Regions from separate parts of the Mus musculus genome. Here region 1 is linked to region 2. Evidence: chromatin contacts called from public promoter capture Hi-C data. All regions are on one chromosome and are shown on one strand. Each heading gives the region's core, a stretch centred on a gene start, on an enhancer-like site or on the middle of the called end of the contact. The rest is flanking DNA. Distances are from core to core; before and after follow the strand shown. Region 1 holds the start of Krtap6-2 (keratin associated protein 6-2). Region 2 holds the start of Krtap13-1 (keratin associated protein 13-1).

Region 1 (4,256 bases), core at 1,543-4,042, 690 kb before region 2:
CTATGGAAATCAAATTAGTTGCGGAAGTGATGCCTGTGCAGAGATGAAAAACTTAGAGAATCAAATTACGAATCCTCTGTAGTATGTGTCATGAGAATTGCACATTTTAGTCAAAAGATGGGGTATGGATCAAGGAGTTTATGGTATCATCCTTTGTGGGGTTAGAACTTCAGGAGTATATTTTAGGGATCTAGGAACATGGAAAGCACCATTGATTAGGATGACCAAGACACTGAGGATCCCAATATTGTTTGGTATCCCTCCACATCTTGGAGATAGGATATGGTCTTCTTCCAAAGCTTGCTTCAAGAACTAATCACATTAAGAGTTTATGAATATTCTCCTAGACAGATATTCACAAAGTTTAAATACAAGTCCTTATGGCGTGGTAGCACACTTATAACTGCAAACCACAGCCACTGTACAGCACCATATTGTTACTCAAATAATTTTATTGGTGGATTTGTACTCTGAGAGAGAACCAAGGAGAGAGGACATCAAGGTACAAGGTGCTGCCCCATCCTGCACAGCCTGTTAAGCTCCACATCCTTTCTAAAATATCAAGTCCTTGGAGGATGTGTCTGTGGGGTCACTTGCAACTGATGCAATGTACATCAGTGCAAGGATTATCAGTCAGAGTAAGAGTTGGGGGAATCCTGACAAATATCTTTGTTCTCTAGGCATCATCTTTACTATGGGTGTGCATGGATTTTTAAAGTTCTTTAGTGACAAGATTTGCAATATTAATGTGGAAATCATAACTGTCTCCTGAGAGGCTTCATCAGGCAGAGCCAAGACAGTCTTATGGAAGAGTAGGGGATAGAAGGGAGTCAGCTGGAGGGGGATCAAGGACATCATACAAAGACCTACATAGTCAACTAACCAGGGACCATGGGAGCTTTCTGAGCCTGGACCACAAACCAGGGAGCAAGCAGAAGCTGGACCTAGAGCCCCTACACATTTGTAGACAACATGCAGGTTGTTCTTCATGTGGGTCCTCTAACAGGTGGAGCAGGGGCTATCTTGGTCTCTGTTCCCAGCCATTGGATCCCCTTTCCTCACCAGAACTGATTGGGCCTCAGTGGGAGAGGATGTGCCTGGTCTGAGACTAGATGTCCCAGGGTGGGGTTAGTACCCAAGGTGGGGAGTCTCTCATTCACTAAGGAGAAGGGGAGGAGGCAATGTGAGGAGGGATTTGTAAGTGTGGGACTGGGAAGAGAGGAGGGAAGAGGCTGTTATTGGGATGTAAAGCGAATAAAAATATATTATTGGGGAAAAAAGAAAATTCTTTAGTTGTGGCATGATGGCAACAAGGAAAAATTAATGTCCAAAGAAATGATGCTGTTCTTCTGTCTTCTGATGATGAAAAGGTCAACATGGAATGACCGCTGAGGAAAAAATGAAAAATGCTGTGAAAAAATGTTACACTTCAAGATCACAATCAACATCTCTGCTCATTGAACTGAAGTATCAAAATCTGAAAAGAAATGAGCTGTGTGAGCTACTGTGAGCAGATGGAGTGAATTATAATTTTTTTTCTATTTTATATCCGTGAAGCGTTAGAAGCTGCAAGGGCATCCTTGCTGTCAGCGTTCTAACACTGTGCATTGTTTTTAACTTCCCAATTAAAGGTGAATGAGAAGGAAACATCTTATTAAATTCCACGAACGTGCATGAATCTTCTCTACAAACTCTGGTAAAACCTCTCTCTTCAGCAAAGCATGTAGCTCCTGATCTAAAGGAGATTTAAAAGTTTTGCTTTTCCATCCAGTTATGTTATATATATTTTTTAATAGGTATTTTCTTCATTTACATTTCCAGTGCTACCCCAAAAGTCTCACAAACCCTTCCCCCCACTCCCCTACCTCCCCACTCCCACTTCTTGGCCCTGGCATTCCCCTGTACTGGGGCATATAAAGTTTGCATGACCAATGGGCCTCTCTTTCCACTGATGGCCAACTAGGCCATCTTCTGATACATATGCAGCTAGAGTCACGAGCTCCGGGGGTACTGGTTAGTTCATATTGTTACTCCTCCTATAGGGTTGCAGACCCCTTCAGCTCCTTGGGTACTTTCTCTAGCTCCTCCATTGGGGGCCCTGTGATCCATCCAATAGCTGCCAGTTATGTTTTTAAAGGTGTCTCAACAACAAGACATGTTTTGGCACGGAGAGCAAGAGATGGGGGGGGGCATGCTGAGCTTCTCAGAGCCTTACTGTGCCTGGTATCTGGAGGAAAGAAGGATGTGTAAGGGTCACATACAGATAGCATGCTCACTGCATCTATATGTGGCAAGAGGCTCAATTGTTGCTTTTGTACTAGAGTTATCAGATGTATGGTTTCTGGAGAGATGCTGGGCAGAAAGAGTAACGTAAAAGTAAAAATGGGTAGGAGCTAGAAATTTGGAAAATAGGAAAAAGGAGAGAGAGAGAGAGAGAGAGAGAGAGAGAGAGAGAGAGAGAGAATTTTTCTTACATTTTCTCCAAACTTTGCTAGATACGTCACACATTGGGTGATACATTTAAACAGTATTCTTATGCTTAGGAACATGGTTTGACCGAGGAACCTCTCTGCCAGAGGAAATTGAAATGATGCTCTTTAAATGAAATGAGAGTATACAAAGTAATGTACTCATTTTAAGCAAACCATTATGGGTTGTCAACAGTGACTGGAATGTAATAGTTTAAATGTTTGTTAGTTAAGTCAGGGAGTGAATGGTATGCTCTGACAATTACTGGCAGTATATAAAGGTCCAAGGATAGTAGAGGCATCCACACTTGAGAAATATTCTTTTGCAACCCAAGTGAACTCTCCTCTATTGACAACATGTGTTGTAACTACTACGGCAACTCCTGTGGCTATGGCTGTGGCTATGGCTCTGGCTATGGCTGTGGCTCTGGCTCTGGCTATGGCTGTGGCTATGGCTCTGGCTATGGCTGTGGCTATGGTTCTGGCTATGGCTGTGGCTCTGGCTCTGGCTATGGCTGTGGATATGGCTCTGGCTATGGCTGTGGATACGGCTCTGGCTATGGCTGTGGATATGGCTCTGGCTATGGCTGTGGATATGGCTCTGGCTATGGCTGTGGATATGGCTCTGGCTATGGCTGTGGATATGGCTCTGGCTATGGCTGTGGATATGGCTCTGGCTATGGCTGTGGATATGGCTCTGGCTATGGCTCTGGATACGGCTCTGGCTATGGAAGTGGCTGTGGCTGTGGATATGGCTCTTACTACAGATCTGGCTGCTGTGGCTACGGACCATCTTGCTACAGAAGATGTTATTCTTGCTGTTAGAACACCCCTGAGAGAGGATCAGTTGCTCCTAAACTGACACTTCTGAAGAAAATGCTTCTTTAAAGATCCATGGCCAAGAGCTCTATATCCAGGAAACTACAAATTTGACAAAGTCTTTGACCTCCAGCTGCACATTTTTAGAAGGCAACTTTGTGATCCTGGCATCTGCAGTCTCGTCTCACTAGTTCTGCTGTCTTGCTATCTGTTTCTGTTGCCTGAACATGGCTGTTACATCTACAGCTGGGAGCATGGTTTCTTTTCAATAAAATGGGTACTGGTTTCTAACAAACTTTTGTGTATTCATTTGTAAGTTACTCCTGCCTTGGCTTATATTGAAAGCTGAATTGACTTTTCATTGACTAAGTTTTACAGAGCACCTTGATTTGATTCTTGTGAGCCTATGTTACATCAATAATGTGTTCCCCCAATATTTTCCACACATATCTCTGGGCTTCATTCATCTAAGCACAAGTCACGTGAGCATTTCTTCACTGAGCTTCGGAAAGGGCACCATTTCTGAAATGAGGATGGAAAGGGTAAGAGGGGAAGGACAACACCTACATAAGAGCTTATGGCAAACGTCCTAGGGTAACAGACACAGCCTGGGATCTTAACGGAGGAATGAATTCGGAGAGATTATTTTCAGACTTATTGAGGCAGTAGCATTAGACTTGGGTGCTAGTCGGAGGATTAAAACCTCGAAAAGGGATAAGTTAAAAGAAAAGTATATTATTACTTATTCTGTATCCGATAGAAATGCAAATATATTTACTGAATTCAGTCAAGTGAGCTGATTCACTGAAACAGCAAGTATTTTTGAATAGGTCACAGCCTGGATACAATCAAAGTATTACAGATGAATTATATGGTCTCCGTGTGTTTGCATCACGATCAAGAGGACAGCAAGCTAGGAAAGCGTGATGATACAACTGCAGCAGATGCAGCTCAGTGGGAAGGGGAGGA
Region 2 (3,901 bases), core at 33-2,532:
GATATTTTATCTTTTGCTGTCTTACATAACTTAGGTAGACCAGTTGGCATAGACCTGAGAATCCACTACTAATAGAAATCAATTCATTTTTTACATCTGGGATTTCATTAATAGAATCTATACTTGATTTTTTTTTTGGTTTTGGTTTTGGTTTCGGTTTTTCGAGACAGGGTTTCTCTGTGTATTCCTGGCTATCCTGGAACTTACTTTGTAGACCAGGCTGGCCTCAAACTCAGAAATCCACCTGCCTCTGCCTCCTGAGTGCTGGGATTAAAGGTGATGTTCTTAAGTAAGAAAACTAACTGAGACATATAAGGTATTTATCCAGTACACAACTTAATAGAACTTCAAAACCTGAATCTCTATGCATGTTGCTCATTTAATGCTAATCAATTTCGTGTTTCACAACCACAAAAGCAAGCATATGATAAATAACTAACAAAAGCAAGCATAGATAAATATCAAATCAGTATATTCATTAGCTTGAAATTTTAGTATTCATAAATTTGGGAAGAAATTCAGCACTGTAAACTTCATTTGCAATGCAGGCTTTATTTTTGAGTTAAGAGATTAATTACAAAGTTCTCAAAGGAAACCCACCAGCCAATATCTGAGGTTAGAGAGAAAGTGAAGAATTGGCAATCAGGGAATGAGAGAACAATTCTTCCCAGCCCAAGGAAGACAACAAAGGCCAGGGAACCAGGGGAGGATGATAATGGTCAACAAGACTGGAAGTTACAAAGAAGATCAATAGAATCCAGATCCAGTGCCACAGCTTGGTCTGTAGCAAGGAGACTGACAGGTTCTATAGGGCACATAGGATGGGTGGCAGAATCCAGATCCATAGCCCAGAGAAGAGACCCTTTGTGGTCTAAAGCCACTGGACCCACAGTTCAGAGAGTAAGAGCTTCTAGACCCATAACCCTGAGAGTGGCAGCTGCTGGATCCAAAGCTCTGAGAGCCAGCATATGTGGTTCTGCAGGGACTGCAGACACTGGAGACTCTGGGGCTGTAGCAGGGCCGCTGGCAGGAGCTGTGTACCACATGGGAAGTCTGGCATCTGATGGGCTGGAAGCAGTTCTGCTGACAGCCACTGTGGAGAGAGGAGCCCAGATGGCAGGTTCCTGGGGAGTAGAAGCGAGTGCTCTGGAGTAGGTGACTGGGGTAGGAAGAGCCACAAGAGGAGTGAGGGTAGCTCAGGTGATCTCCACTGGAGCGGGAAGAGAAGTTTCCAGAATAGCAGCCGTAGGACATGTTGATGGCAGGTGTAAGTTGAGCAGAGTACAAGAGAAGATTCTGAGTTTGTAAATCACTCCTTACCTGGGAACTTTATATACTCTCAGCAATGGGTGTGGCTTCTTATACAACCATTGTTTCCATATGTGGGCTCCCTCATCTGCATGCCTGGACCTCAGTAATTTTCTATATAATTGCAGTTAACTAACTCCTTTAATCTTTCGTTTAAGGGAGAACTCATTTTTTATATGTCTGAGTCAATGAAATGTATTTATGCTACAAATGCTATGACTATTTAATTAGTGCCTCTGCCATTATGGTCAGGAAATCCCCCACTGTTCACTGTCTATGACGTGTATGTGTTCTTGTTTGGGTAGGGGAATTACTCTCAGAGATGACAAAGTCTTTATCCTCAATTGGTCATTGAATAAAAGGCAAAATCTTGCATTGACAAGAAGCCATATCAGATGGCTCCAGTATCAAAGCATTGATTCACACTCTGCAGTATAATGTTCCAATTTTTAATACATTATTATCAATGGTTATTATGTCCAATCTATAAGAGCTACATAAATGCAAGCCAAAAAAATGGGACATTGTACAAAAATCATTCTAGTCTTGAACACATATGTATAAAAATGATTATTTAGAATAATGAAATCAAAACAATATGGGGCCATTAAGGGACATTTAGTGTACAAAAATCAATGGCACCAGAAGGAATGGTATTGTGGATATATTTTTTCATTTAATGTACTGGTTCATAGTCTCCTCTTAGTTCAAATTCATCTAGAGTTTCCTTCCCAACTCATATCACTAACCATCATTTCAATGTGATGAATGGTTTCAGAGCTTATCCTATCCAATCTACCTGTCCATGCTTGGTTGCAGCTTTCTTACCAGAGGGAGTTCCAGAGTTTGTGAATATTGAAGAGGATATTTTTGTGAGTCACCATTATCAGAACAACATATCATAAATGAGAATGTATCTGAGTATGAATGTTAATAATTTAGAATGAAAATCATAGCAAAATGTTAAACTTGGAAAGTTCAAAAAACCAACACATAGTACAAAACCAGGATGTGATGCCGCCTTCCTCTTTGAGCATTTGGATGTTTCCCTGACCTGAATGGATCATCACCTCTATAGACAGGAGTGGAGTTTTTTACATGCTTTTCTGTAGAGGGTGAAAATAATATTTTTCCTTTATAAATCTGGCAAGTATTTGAGATGAGAGAACTAGCTCCTTTCAATATCACTATTTATTGTTGAGAATATCTCAGCTTTATGCTTCTTCCCACTTCTTCTCGGTTGGTGCTCCAAGTCAAGGACCATGTTCCTCCCAGTCAGGTGTCCCTCTCCACATTCCTACCCAGGCTACAAGCTGTGGCTGTTGCTAGTTATGTGGGACTCCACAGCAAATGGCTGTGAGCCTTAGAGTTTAGGGCCTGTGGAAGTTGCTGATAAAAAAAAAAAAAAAAAAAAAAAAAAAAAGACTCTTCCCAGACCCAGGCAAAAGTAGAAATGTAAAAGAGCTCACGCCAGTCTCTCTGGGGTCAGCACTCTGGCCAAGACTTTGTAGAATCCATAGGATTGATAGTTTATCACTTCCCCACATGCCACAGGATTTGCATGCATTCTACCCATACACATGTAGAAACTTTAGTTTCTTTCCTGTTTTGGATCCTGAAACAATTGAGGAAAGATGTTCTAGAGAAAACTTTGCCCTGTATAGCACCTCCACCAATGAACTTACACTAATTCCTGGGTTTGAATCTAAGACCAACAAATTCTAATTTTCTCTTATATATTTTTCTCCTTTAAAATGTCTCCTGGCCATTCCTCCTCTCTGCACTTATAGATAACTCTACTGCTGTTCCAAGTGTCATTATTTTCTTGAAGAATCATTGCAGGATTGCTGTTTATATAGGAGAATTTTATCGCCCAGCCGGTAGCAGAGCACCTTCAGTGATTCAACTTTTAGTTTAATGTTCTTGCACAGTCATCAGTTGGATGCTTTGGGAATGTGTTTGGTACCTGTAGTGCAAGAAGCCCTCTGAACCTGCTCATGGACTGTGGACGGCCACCCATAGCTCCCAAGCTACGAAGCTGTGGTTTCTGCTTCATCTTCCTAGAACACTGGAAAAGGTCAGAAAAGATAAAGCCTTGAATCCAGCACTTCATGATTTGATTCTGACTTGTGGAAGATACCAGCTCTAGGTTTGTGAATTGTTGTCATGAGACAATGAAGGGACTCACATTCAGTCACATCTCCTTCCCAAGACCTTTGTGGCAAAGTCTCCTTTCAGGGCTCAACTGTGTTAGTGATTATCTTGTTATACATTTCTGTTGTCCCTTTTCTTGACATTCCCTCTCATTAATTCCACATGAAAACATGAAACAATAAAATACTTGAAAGAGTCATCAGGACTTTTTAATATAACTAGACTTCCTGGCAATTCAGAATAAAGACAGTGATGTAATCCACCAAAGGTCAAACAGGTGATATGAGTGTTTAAAATGAACAATGTCAAGGCTTCTGTCACTGAATGATAAATTCAATTGGTGAAAATATAATAGGATTAAGTGTCAGATGCTGAAACTACCAGTGCCCTTTCTGTAAGAGTATGTTTAATTGAAATTTCTTTAAAAGCATCACTTCAT

What was found. Promoter capture Hi-C pulls out the DNA fragments that hold promoters and counts their contacts.
Region 1: a promoter capture Hi-C map of hippocampal neurons shows a contact between it and region 2, with 3 times the contacts expected there. The contact joins the promoter of Krtap6-2 here to the promoter of Krtap13-1 in region 2. A contact is called at or near these places in 2 of 39 promoter capture datasets (the 3T3-L1 cell line and hippocampal neurons).

What each region holds. Positions count from the first base shown.
Region 1 is chr16:89,418,647-89,422,902 of GRCm38.p6, reverse strand. It overlaps Krtap6-2 (keratin associated protein 6-2), which reads left to right and starts at 2,792. Exons shown (of 1, transcript NM_010673.2): 1 at 2,792-3,580. The coding sequence starts at 2,826. The coding sequence ends at 3,293.
Region 2 is chr16:88,726,243-88,730,143 of GRCm38.p6, reverse strand. Krtap13-1 (keratin associated protein 13-1) reads right to left here and starts at 1,282. Exons shown (of 1, transcript NM_183189.1): 1 at 533-1,282. The coding sequence starts at 1,254. The coding sequence ends at 748.